Regions from separate parts of the Mus musculus genome. Here region 2 is linked to region 1. Evidence: chromatin contacts called from public Hi-C data. All regions are on one chromosome and are shown on one strand. Each heading gives the region's core, a stretch centred on a gene start, on an enhancer-like site or on the middle of the called end of the contact. The rest is flanking DNA. Distances are from core to core; before and after follow the strand shown.

Region 1 (6,259 bases), core at 1,856-4,355:
GGCTTTCTGTCTCAGTGCCATCTTTAGATTAAGTACTCGTAACGGCTCACCCACGACCCTGGGTCCTGACTTCCAATGGACTTCACAACTTATTTGTGTGTTTTGAAATTATATATTTATATTTGGGCAACTGGAATTACTGAATGACCAACTTTGCTAGCAAATGAAACGGCCCAGGACCTCACCCAACAGAAGACCTATGTGATCTATGTGTCTATGAGTCTATGTGATCAGAACAAAGCCATTTCTCTGCACATGACTTTATGCTCAGAGTGAATTTAAAAAGGGGCTGGGGCTGGGGAGAGGAGGGTGAGATGCAAGGGTTGCATCTCTTGGCGGAGAAGAAAGCAGTGTCCTGAGGGAACGAAAGCGACCTACCTGAAGACGGCAAGAGTCAGCGACCAGAGCACGAGCGGCTTCCGAAGTTCAAACTTGGCTCGCTTGTTCATCAGATGCCGACCACCAAAGATAAAGGCAGCGTACAGCGCAGAAAACAGGAAAGACTTCTTCCTATGAAGAAGATGGACGAAACCTTGTGAGACAGGCGTGCTGAAATACCTCTCACAACAGCTCCCTGTCTTTACCGAAGGCATCTTCCTGAGTTACACGCCCCACTTCAAAGGAAAATTAATCCCCTTGGAGACATGTTCTATTGGCAAATTCATCCTGCGGTTGCCAACAGGACACAGTGAACACCGCTCAGGGTAGACAGAAGTTCTTTTCAGGGCCTAGAATCAAAAATTTCAACATAGCACCAAGCACCAAGGTACAAAAAGTGACATTTCACTGAAGTAATTGCCTTTATTCTTTTTAGATAAGTATTAACTTGCAATATTGCCATTAGTAAAAATGCATAATTATCAGACAGCACACACACACCTGATAGCCATCTGCAGGACTACTAAATGATTCTCTCTAGGTGACTTGTAGGTGACTCTAGGTGACTTAGTCAATCCCTGACTAAGGATCCCGGACTGACCAGATTAAAACCACCTTGAGGGACACAACAGTCACATGCAAGTATGTATTTAAAAAAAAATTTTTTTTTCCCCCCGAGACAGGGTTTCTCTGTGTAGCCCTGGCTGTCCTGGAACTCACTTTGTAGACCAGGCTAGCCTCAAACTCAGAAATCCGCTTGCCTCTGCCTCCCAAGTGCTGGGATTAAAGGCGTGTGCCACCATGCCCGGCTTTAAAATTTTTTTATTGATCAACTAGTATATACATATAAAAAAAACAGTTATAGTAATCAAACTGCTAGGTTCAATTTTAGATACACATTGAGATATATTTATGAGTGAGACAGTGTACCTTAGATTTGTTTTAAAATACCCCAGGAAACAAACAAAAGGTAGACCCAAAAGAAGATGGAGACTGGGCTCGTCACCTGCTCCTCTCTTGCAAACACACAGAAACCTCTTTACATGCTAAAAACATAAAAACACTTCACATTTAAAAATATCCAATAGTAAATATTTTTAGATGGATGGTTAGATTAGAAAATGTATGTGTTAAGTATTTGGAGCCTATATGAGGGCATCATGGGAGGGTGGTCACTGTGGGAGCTCCTGTGTGCCCACTCACAGCAGGATGGTGTTCGATTTTGGTGGGAGCTGTTAGATACATCAGCAAGATATCAGGACCCCCAAGTCCCACTAACTGCTGATTTATTACTGTAGAGTTTGATGATACCAAGCCATGCAGAGAGAGAGTGAGAGACTGAGAGGGGTGGGATGGGGACTTGAGAGGCCTTGTACATAGTTTAAACCTTGAAGCACACTTCTAGAGATAGAAACCCATCTCTCAGAATGGGTAATGCCAATGCAACTAGACTTAGAGGGAAATGGTCGAATAAGCTGCAAGACATGGTATTAAAACCAAAATATATTAACTAAAGAATGTAGCAGGTAAAATGCGTCATAACTCACTGCTCGGATTGTTGGCATTCACTGTGTATCCAAGAAACAGAGCTACTTACATACACCTACTTAGCGAGTCACACCCACTAAAGCTATGAATCCAGGAATCAACCAAATGTGACCCCACAACACGGCAAGGGCTTGTTGAGAAACCTTAGTCCTGGCACGAAGCAGACTCTTACTGAATACATGATGACAATCTCATGCTATCAAAGTTTTTTTTAAAAAGGGCAAATAAACAGCACATTGGTACCATAGGTCCTCAATAGACATTGAATAAATGGGCAGTTGGGGACACTGAGAGAAAATGTATTTCCCCAGCACTATATTTAAAAACAACTGCAGAAAAAACTATTCAGAAATAGATTATGGCACATTTTTCTCCTCCTCTGACAAATATTTTTCCCTCAAAAACGAAGCAAAAAAAATTAAGGCAATTTTATGGAAAATATAACTAGGCTATTATTATTCAAGAGGTACTCTCATCCATAAATGCATACACATGACTGTATTTTGGCTCTAAAATCTCCCAAGGGTATGGTATTAGATCACATAAAGGGAGACTCGCTTTTTCTATACTCATATGAAGTTAAGATACGTAATTTGTAAAGCCCATGCGTAAGCAATGACATAGAAAGAAAGAAAGAAAGAAAGAAAGAAAGAAAGAAAGAAAGAAAGGGAACCGTACTGTTGATGCAGCCAATGGTAGCATCAGACAGCATGATTCTTTTCTTTTTAGTTAGAAAGGTAAAGGTAGTGAGTTACTGCAACCACACAGTGGCTACTTTGTAAGCCTCCTGCGTGGACACCCCAGGGAAAGGTCTTGTCACTTACCCCACCTTCCACTAAAGTACTACTTCCATTTCTGAGAAAAAGAAATGGGGTTAGAGGTCAAGTGGCCCTTTGGCTCGCCTGTTCTTCTCAGTAAACTTCAGCTGAAAGCGGGGCTGGATCTCCACGGACTGACTGATGCCTTAGCAAGAAGGAAGGGCTCCCTTAGTGACCGCTGAGTAACTGAGCAGCACTGTTTTGTACAGGGAAAAGGCCAAGGTGCACACCCCACACCATCAGGCTCCAACCCCCGAGTCCCGCAGATCTGTCAAACGTTCTGCCACATCCTCCCTGCTTCTTTGAGAATGCTCAAAACACTTCCTGGAGATGACTTTTCATTTTTAAAAAAGATCTATTTTCATTTGACGTGTCTGAGTGTTTGCTTGCATACAGTAGTTACGGAGAGTTGTGAGCAGTCACGTGGGTACCCAGAACTGAACCCAGATCCTCCACCAGGGCAGCAAGTACCTTTAACCACTGAGCCGTCTCTCCCACCCCTTTGTTTATTAGTCACAAGCCTTGGTTTTGGATACATGGATTGAACTTCTTGTAATCATGTGTCAACCGAGTGAAAGGATGTCATATCCTTCTAAGTCAGCCAGAGGAAAATGCGCTTCAAGAACCAAAGAGAAGTAGTTTGACACTTTTCTTTAAAAACCTTCTATAATTTCAGGCCCGGGGGCACACACCAGCAACCCTAACATCTAGTAGAAACAGGAAGATCAGGAGTTCAAAGCCAGCTTCATCCACTTAACCACCCTGAGCTATGTGAGACCAGCTCTCTGAGGAAACATCACTCAACAACTAGACCTCCAAGGCAATCAGACCATGGCTCAGAATTGAAGATTTATAAATAAACTTAAAAGTAGAGTCTAGGGAGAGGCCACGCCACAAGAGAGGATATAAGGATCATGGCATCAGTAGCTCATCGTCACTGCATGCAATGATCAAGACCTCCCTAAAGGCTCATGGCTAATACCAAAAAGGTTGGGAGTCAGAAACGGACTGTTACGGGCTCTATGTGAGTCCCAGACAGTCAGCATGTGGAGGACATCTGCTTAAGAGCCATTACAAAAACCAAGTGCTCCAGGCAGCCTTTTCTTCATCTTTGGTGAAATGCAAACCATGCTTTGGGTGAGTTTTGAGTTAGATGGGGTTCTTCTGTAAAAAAAAACAAAATTATGGCACTTGCAAGGAGAATGGATAAAACTGGCTGTCTTAATAACAAGTGAAAGAAGCAAATTCAGAAAGACAATTGAAGACTGCTCTTTCTCACGTGTGAAAGTCGGATGGAAGAAGAAAGCAAGGGAGGAGGAGGAGGAGGAGGAGGAAGAGGCGGCTGCTGCAGCTTGACAGCAGACAGGAGACTATTTATTTGGTGCAACAGGAGGAAGGAGGATGATGGAAGGGATGTGATTCATAGTACATTACCTGTGTGTATGAAAATGTAGAGTAAAAAGCTTAAGACTCCCTTGGTAGAGAGTCACCCTCTGAAGTATTAACACACACTGCAAACCGTATATAACTACTTCATAGTTTCGATGCTTTGGCCAACTGGGCCCTTGAAGTGACTGAGAACGGGCTTTCCCACCCGTACCTCTCTGGTAAAGGCACCGCTGAAGTCAGGTGACTGACTGGCCACTGGCCTACTGTTATTTAGGGTGGATCTAATGCCCTGATGCTTCAATAGGAATCCGATAATTTTCCATTTTCCTATAGGCATTCAGGGATGGGGACAATGCGATTACGGTAATGCTTGGTTGTCAGATATTTGTAATTTCTAGGTAGCGCATAGTTACTTTGCTTAATAAACCTTACTGTACATCACACAACACAACCCTTCCTCGTGGGTGTTTAGTAAGTACTTTCTGGGTGGTGAAACAAGTTGATTACTAGGTACCAAACTAGTTAAGAGTTAGGCAAACAAAACAAAAGAAAACAACAACAACAAATCCCTAATGTGGGGCCTGAGAAGACAGGTCAACAGGTGAGAAAGATCTGAGTTCAAAGCTCTAGCACCTATGTAAAAAGCCTCACGTGGGCACATGTGCCTGAAACACCGTTACTGTTGGGCAATCAAGAGCCCTCTGGTTAGCCAGCCTAGTGGGAAACTTCTGGTCAGCAAGAAACAATTTGTCTCAGAAACAAAAACAAAAATCAACCAAATAACAGCCCCAAGAAATAATGTGGAGAACGACACAAAATATCACTCTCCTCTGGCCTCTGCAGTGTGCACAGGCACGGGCATAGGCACGCATGCACACGTGTGTGTGACACCCCTAATGTGTATTGCTATGTTGTGCTTGGACTTTTTTTTTTTAAACACGCAGACACTTTTTGTTTCTTACCTTTCTGTTATCAATAAGAAAAGTGAATAATAATGAAATTAGTCTATAACTAGTTAAATAAACTGTTAGGCGGCTACTTAGAGATTTGGATTTTTCTACATTTCTACTTTATCCCTAGTCAATCCTGGAGGTGGGCTTTTATGCTCACTAGCATAACTGAATATCTTGCATAAATTCAAACACATTAAAACAAAAACAACACCACCACCTTGTGGGATGCCTCTGAGACCAGTGCTTCGCCTGCCCCTCCTCAGTGTTTACACTGAAACCTGACAGCTATTTGCCCTCCTCCAAGAGTCAAGCAAGTTGATTTTCCAATGAAAGAACTTTTCATGTGGGTGGTATTTCAACACTGGATAACCGCTGATGAGCACCTGGGAAAGACGGCCTGAGTTCCTTCCTCGGTCTTTTATGTTCTGCCTAAATGGCCTTGTTTATGGCTGCCATGTCGTCCAAGGTATAAATAAATAAATAAATAAATAAATAAAAATTTTGTGGAAGTGAAAACCAATGTGCCAGAGGAGAATAGAGGAGAGCTCTCTGCATCCCCCCAGTTCAGTTGATATATATATATGTATATATATATCAACTGAACATATATATATATTTAAATACCTACATACATATATATGTATGAAAATATAGGGCTGGTGAGATGGCTCAGTGGGTAAGAGCACCCGACTGCTCTTCCGAAGGTCCGAAGTTCAATCCCAGCAACCACATGGTGGCTCACAACCATCCGTAACAAGATCTTCTGGTGTGTCTGAAGACAGCTACAGTGTACTTACATATAATAAATAAATAAATCTTTAAAAAAAAAAAAAGAAAAGAAAATATAAAAGAGTCTATGCCGGATGGGCATTGTGGGGCATGCAATTAATTTCAGCACTTAGAAAATAGAGACGGGAGGATCTTTGTGAGTGCAAGGCCAGCCTGGTCTACAGAATGAGTTCCAGGACAGCCAGGACCCTGTCTCAAAAGAGGAACAATCGAAACAAAACAAAAAGACAGGGCTTGCACTACAAGGGAATCCAAGATGTCTCTAGTTCAGATGTTGACCCAAGCTATGGTGCCAATCTGGAAAGTAGAGTTTGGAAGGTTGGGGTCTTGGGAAGTGAAGGGGACCACACGCTGTCTATGTTTCCAATTAGATAAGAAGATAAA
Region 2 (6,855 bases), core at 1,571-4,070, 230 kb before region 1:
ACTGCCCCAGGGAGTACACACTGCCCCAAGGAGTGCACACTGACCCAGGGAATGCACACTGCCCCAGGGAGTGCACACTGCCCCAGGGAGTACACACTGCCCCAAGGAGTGCACACTGCCCCAGGGAATGCACACTGCCCCAGGGAGTGCACACTGCCCCCAGGGAGTGCAAAATGTTTATGATTTTCCTTTCTTCTGAAGATAATTCTAGTTAACTTTTATTACTATGCTTTAAATTATTGCTAAACTAGAATCAAGGTTCTCATTTGTTAAAAAAAATCACTGAACAAGTTTTAAGCCTTCGGTAATAAGTAGAATTTCTTTTTAAAAATTGATTTATTTTCTGGGCGGTGGTGGCTTATGCCTTTAATCTTAGCATTTAGGAGGTTGAGGCAGGCCCATTTCTGAGTTTGAGGCCAGGTTGGTCTACAGAGTGAGTTCCAGGACAGCTTGGGCTATGCAGAGCAACCCTGTATCAGAAAAACAACAACAACAAAAGATTTATTTTTATTTATTTATGTGTAAGTCTGTGTCATGTGTGTTTAGGTGCCCATGGAGTTCAGAAAAGGGCATTGGATCCCCTGGAGCTAGAGTTATTGATGACCATGAACCTCCTGAAGTAGTTACTAGGAGCTCAACTTGCAAAAGCAGCAAGTACACTTACCCACTGAGTCATCTCTCCAGCCAATGAGTAGAACTGGTAAGTTTAGGAACAAATAGAAGAAAGCAAAAAAAAAAAAAAGAGATTTATACATGACTAAAGATAAGTATTAAAAAGAAAATGAAAGAAAGAAACTCATCCCAGTACTTAAGACAGAGATAGAATACAAAGAGTGAAATTTTCATGATGGAATATGAAAAACTAAGAAAGTTTCACTTTCAAAGTTTGATAAACTTGGGTTACAGGCATCCAGGGCAATGCTCAACTTCTGTTTGCATGCTGGAGATTTTAACCTTGACCTTCTTTCTTGTATAGCAAGCATTCTTATCCACTGAGCTATCTCCATAGCCCCATAGGTTCACAGTGAAAACATCACTCTCTATTCAAAAGGGCACTGTATTGCACAGCCGTGTGAATGAACTTAATAGCAGGGAATAATTTAAGAATAATGACGATTTATATTATGTATATTTTGCCATAGTTAAAAAAACTTTCGCAACTATTGTGTGATATAAAGTTTATTGTTCTAGTGTGTACATTCATGCATGTATATGTGTGTATGTAAATTTTATGCAGGGGCTGTGTAAATAGTAAAATTATTTAGAGCATTCCTCCATGGTCAGAATATGGGGCTATTCTAGTGGATGGAAAATGGAGCTATTTCAGGAGAGAGGAAGAGTCTAACAAAGACAAAGAAAACAAGGCAGCAATTCTAGCCTGATGGGGCAGAGGGATGGTAAGTGCACATACTGATTACTAATCATGTAAACGGCTTTAGACACACTGCTAAGGGAAAGTGCAGGGCTATGGGGGAGCTGAGTATGAGACTATACAAAACAGCAATGGTATTAGATTCACTATATCATCAAATGCAGCACAGACGGAAGAAGTTAAGTCAACAAGCATTTATTTAGTCTGGGGCCCAGAATGGGAGATGTTGCCTGTTGTGATGTTTGAGCATCTGAATTCTTAGACTATATTGAGTGATTTGGAGTGGCAATGAAAAAGGGTAGCAGTGTCAAAAGGCTGAACTCAGCTATGACAGTACAAAGGTACTTCACAGGAATCAACAGAAACCCATCAGGTTTGATTAGAGATTGCCACAAGCCTAGAATAGAGGTAGGGATAGTGCTGATTATATGTGTGTGTGTGTGTGTGTGTGTGTATACATATATATATATGGTGTGTATGCATGTAAAATTACATATGTAATTATTACATATATTATAATTCAGTATTTTATAATTGTATGTTCTATATTACATATATTATATTATAAATATAATATATAATTGGATATATATGGTTATAACATCTAAATTTAAAGTACATTTGCCCAATTTTTAAAAATATTTGGAACTGGTGTGTACTTTTTCAAGAAGTTTACAGTTTAGAGTAACTGGCATACTGGAATTATTAATGTTTCTATATCTTTTACAAAGATCTTTCAAAAATCTATTCACAATAATCCTCTGATATGCGGATCAGTCTCTACTTTCTTTCAAATAAAAGGTGATATTGTCAAATGCCAAGAGATGTTTCAGACAATACAGATACAAAAGAAGTCAACCAAATTTAAGAACTAGAGGTCACTTCTTTTGTGATGAGTGAAGTTTTAGTGATGTAAGGAAACCGATGTCGGAGATGAGAGTGTTAAGGAGACGGGAGGTGAGGTGTCATCTATAGATGGGTGCATAGTCTCTCGGAGTTCAAAACGTACTTGATGAAGACATTGAGACCATATTTAAAAATGGTTGCCTTTCTGTCATCTCACACACAAACACACACCCTTTCCTATTTAATAATAACAGAACACGGACACACAGGCAACTTCGACACACACCCTTTCGTATTTAATAATAACAGGACACACACACACACAGAGGCAACTCCGTTGGCGGTGACAGGTTCCGACGTCCTGGGCTGAGCACCGCTTGAGTGGCCAACACTCCGTGGAGCAGAGTCAGGTCGGGACCTTCTCGCAACCCAAGAAGTGACAGAGCCCGGCGAGTAGCACCAACTGCAGCCAGCACGCTTCAGCGACGACACGCCTCACCAGCTGTTAGCACGGAAGGACTCAAACAACTCCGTTTCCAAGGGCAACGCGCCGCCACACTTCCGGAAACGTCGCGTACGGAGGGCGCTGCGATTTTGCGTCACTTCCGCCACCTCTAGCGCGGTGGCCCTTGCGTGGATGAGGTGGGGGCGGGGGGGGGTCACGCTGGACGCTATTGTTTCTCTTCCGGTGCTGTGTGCTCTACTCGGTAAGGCGTTGGGACCGCTGCGTCCGGTAGTGACGGGCCCTTCCTGCAAACCAGCCCTTCCAATTTCTAGTCTGGTAACATTGGACGGCTACGGTGGCCGAGGAGGTTTGAGCGCGCCGGAAGTGTCCCTCCGCGCGCGCGCGCCGGGCTAGGCTGGAGACGCACGTGGCGCGGTGAGTGCGGCGGAGGGCGAGCGAGGGTGAGGGCACCCGCGGGGCGGGATGCGGTGGAGAGGCATGGGATGCGGTGGCGAGCCACGGGTCGTGGGGCTGGGGCGAAGACACCGCTCTCTCTGCGCTCGCCACTTGGCTGTGTGGGCGAGTGGCAGGGCGGCGTTTACTGCTGTCCCCTTCTTGGTGGCCTGAGCGAGGCGGAGGGGACTTAGATAAATGATCGACCCGCGGTGACCGGGAGGAGCGGCCCGTCTATTTCGCCAGGCCGGAGAGAGCATGTCTTTCCGAGGCGGAGGTCGCGGAGGCTTTAATCGCGGTGGTGGAGGCGGAGGCTTCAACCGTGGCGGCGGCAGCAACAACCACTTCCGAGGGGGCGGCGGAGGCGGCGGCGGCAGTTTCAGGGGCGGAGGCGGCGGCGGCGGCGGCAGTTTCAGGGGCGGCGGCCGAGGAGGATTTGGACGAGGGGGCGGTCGTGGAGGCTTTAATAAATTTCAAGATCAAGGGCCTCCAGAACGTGTCGTCTGTAAGTCGTCTTCTGAGCTTAACCTCCTTTGCATTGGGAATAGAATCCGGTTTAAGTTATTAGTGCGTTTGTTGATAAGACTCCGAAAGGCAAGTCGCTTGAGTGCCCTGACACGTATAAGGGACTGATCATGAGAACCGAAATGCAGTGTGGAGGTGAACTTGAGTTGGGACTGAAAAGATGAGACTTAGACAACATTGAGTACCTGGCTCCTTCTAAAGGGCAGAACACTTTTTAGGATTAAGTATGATTCCTTAGTGATATAGTTGAAACACAAAGCCAAGTTTTTAGTTTTCGTAGCTCATATTTTCAGTTACCAGAAAATACCTACAGAATTCACACTCCATAACCATGCAGCCTAGTTTGAACACTCATTCCCTTGCACCCTGCAAAATCATGTTGTAAATAAGTGTGTGTACTATCTTGTGTAGGGCCACATTCATAGTTCCCTGGGTTCCATGCTGCCTGAAGTCTGTGCATTGGACACACGGATGGAGAAGGGATTTCAAAAGAAATATAAGTAGAACTTGGCTGATAGTGAGAAGAAAAGGTTCTAGTTGTTGCTAAGGTTGGGGAGTTAGTTTTGTAGGCGAATGGTATTAATCCTGGGTTACAGAAACAGAGGTGCCTTGTGTTTGCACACTTCCCAGGAAGGGATAATCACTGGTGAAGAAGTGGTAGTGGTGATGAGTTCTGAGAAAGGAGGGAGGGATCAATAAAGCCAGAGTGGTTCACATTTGAGGCTGGGGAGGAAGAAGAGTCAATGGAACGTAGCATTGAATGCAGCTGTAACAGCCATGACAGGGTAACTGGTGGACAGCGAGTGAGCACCATTGTAAGCACCTAGTTTGTTGTTCCTGTTGCTTTAGCATCAGGTGTGGCTGCAGTTAGATGTGACTGGCCTCATTTTACAGTGTACAGACAGAAGGGGAGTCTCTTTTAGGTCCCCTGGTAGTGGCATGCTAACTTGGGACTACAGTGTTGACAGCTGAGCTCTGCCATAGAGGGGATCAGATATGGGGAAAGACAAGTGGCAAAGCCCACTGGATTCCCGAGTTGGTCAGTGTTTGCAGTGGCCTCGTGTCTGTTCTGTGCTGTTTCAGTGTTAGGAGAATTCATGCATCCCTGTGAAGATGACATCGTGTGTAAATGTACCACCGAGGAGAACAAGGTGCCCTACTTCAACGCCCCTGTTTACTTAGAAAACAAAGAGCAAGTCGGGAAAGTGGATGAGATATTTGGACAGCTTAGAGATTTTGTATCCTTTCTGATTGGGTGAGTCAGCAATCTTGTTAAGAATTATCGTGTCCCTTCCTCCCCAGCCAGAAATATCAAAGCAAACTCACTGTTTCATTCAGTGAGATAGCAAAGCTACAGACGAGTCTCACGGAGGAGGATCTGTAGGGAGCGCATCCGTCCATATTTAAAAATGATGCGCCAAGGAGAGATGGCTGTCCTCTGGGTTCTGGGAGTGGTGGCCATTTGAATACGTGCCACCAGATTGTATTGGCTCTTCTGTCTCTTGGGTTTTTGGTTTTGTTTTAATTATTTTAAAGAAAATGCCATTTCTACTTGGAAATTTCTTATAGCTAGGCATTCTTAGTGTCTTTTTCCTTAATTTAATTAATAGTATTTTTCAGTTAAGTTGTCAGAAAACATGAAGGCATCTTCCTTTAAAAAGCTACAGAAGGTGAGTCATACTTAAATTAAGATTTTGGATTCAGAGGGGGTGGTGTGTGTCTTCCTTGAGACACTCACAGCTCCTCCAGTTCGTGAAGTGAAGTGCTGAGGCTGTTCCACAGTAGTAACCAAGCACTGAGTTACCCAAGTGTCTCTGCTACAGCCCTAGCTGGCCCGGAACTCACTTGTTGAGCTTACATTGGCTTCTGACTTTATATGACCTTCCTGCCTATACCTCCTAAGTCCTGCAGTTACAGTGTGTGCTGTCACACCCAGTGGAAGCTTACCAGTGCTGAGAAGTAACAATGAACCAGTAGTCCCAGCACTTGGAGGCAGAGAGATGGCAGGAGAGCAGCTTTGAGTCTGGCTTAGGCTACGTAGTGAATTCCAGGTCATCTTGAGATGCTTGGCATATGTAGATAGATACTAAAGGTTTTCACATATATCTGTATTTAGTCTTAGCCTTCCTTGAGGTGGTGCTTTTGAAACTGGAAGCTAAGAGTCTTACACCTGGTGTGCATCACAAATACCTGAAGACAGCTCTTAAAATGGCATCCTTGAAGATCCCATTCTTATAAATTTGACCCAGTTGCCCTTAAGTAGCACTCACAATGAAGTTTCAGGAAAGAAGGCTGGAGAATTTTGATGTCCTTAGACAAGTACTTCAGCACTAGGCTGCCAGAGAGGGGAGTGTATTCTACATGGAGAAAACTGAAGTGTCTGCGATGATGGGGTAGGGAAAGTTCTCAATTCAAAAAAGGCTGGCGAGGTAAGAAGGAGCTTTATACATCCTGAGAAAGACTAGATTTTAGTTTTAACATTGTTTCTGAATACTAGGGTGAACTTGATCTTTACATTGGTGCTCTAAAAGAGCACGGGAGTGACAGAGAAGCCCTCTAGGGAAGGACCAGCAGTGTAGGCTGTAAGAAGCCACAGTTGCTATGGGGTAAAGCTGGAGTCCATGGAAATTGAAAGGAGGTGGAGCTGTGAGCAGAGGAGGAGGAGTCAGTTGGTGTGGTAACTATCACCATTGTTAGGTGTTGGATTCCAGCATCTTTGTGCCTTATGATCCTACTCACTGACTTAGGCAGCATTGGAGAACAGAGGTTGAAAAAAGACAATGAATTTCATTTGGGGTATAGTGAGTTTAAGATAACTGAGGTCGGCAGAAGATTAGGCGTTCACGGGTGAGTATAGGTTAGAGATAATGCTGGGAGGTGGTCGATGAACAGACACTGTCTAGGAAGGATGGCCGCAGTGCAGCACTCAGGAGAGCTTCAGGCCCCATCTCAGATTTAAACTACTGGCACAGGGTTACAGGAAAGGTGGCTGCTCACCACAAGCATGCTGTGCAAATAGGGATAGAAAAGTAGACTAGTTTCCAAGAGGAGTGCTTAGCTGTGGTCAAGTACACATACTATTCAGAGGATTCAGGAATGGGTAGTCAGCTGTCAAAGAGCTTATGGAATGGCGGTCCCAAGAGCCAGATTGGAACTGGAAAGTAGATGGAGACAACTTGCTAATAGCAAGTGACCACTGGTTGTAGATGGAAAA

Evidence for each region. Hi-C and Micro-C count contacts between places; a contact is called where the count stands out from the background.
Region 2: a Hi-C map of CD4 T cells shows a contact between it and region 1, with 3 times the contacts expected there. The contact joins the promoter of Gar1 here to the enhancer-like site in region 1. A contact is called at or near these places in 1 of 484 Hi-C or Micro-C datasets (CD4 T cells) and 2 of 9 other capture datasets (liver and pancreatic islet).

What each region holds. Positions count from the first base shown.
Region 1 is chr3:129,599,292-129,605,550 of GRCm38.p6, reverse strand. Elovl6 (ELOVL family member 6, elongation of long chain fatty acids (yeast)) reads right to left here. Exons shown (of 5, transcript NM_130450.2): 3 at 379-510. Among named protein-coding and RNA genes, the nearest start is that of Gm35986, 70 kb to the right of the region's middle. Within about 2 kb of position 3,105, at least 45 of the 459 cell types and tissues checked have an H3K27ac peak or open chromatin away from gene starts, as enhancers often do.
Region 2 is chr3:129,827,361-129,834,215 of GRCm38.p6, reverse strand. Gar1 (GAR1 ribonucleoprotein) reads left to right here and starts at 2,820. Exons shown (of 7, transcript NM_026578.3): 1 at 2,820-3,098; 2 at 3,363-3,621; 3 at 4,725-4,879; 4 at 5,252-5,311. The coding sequence starts at 3,375.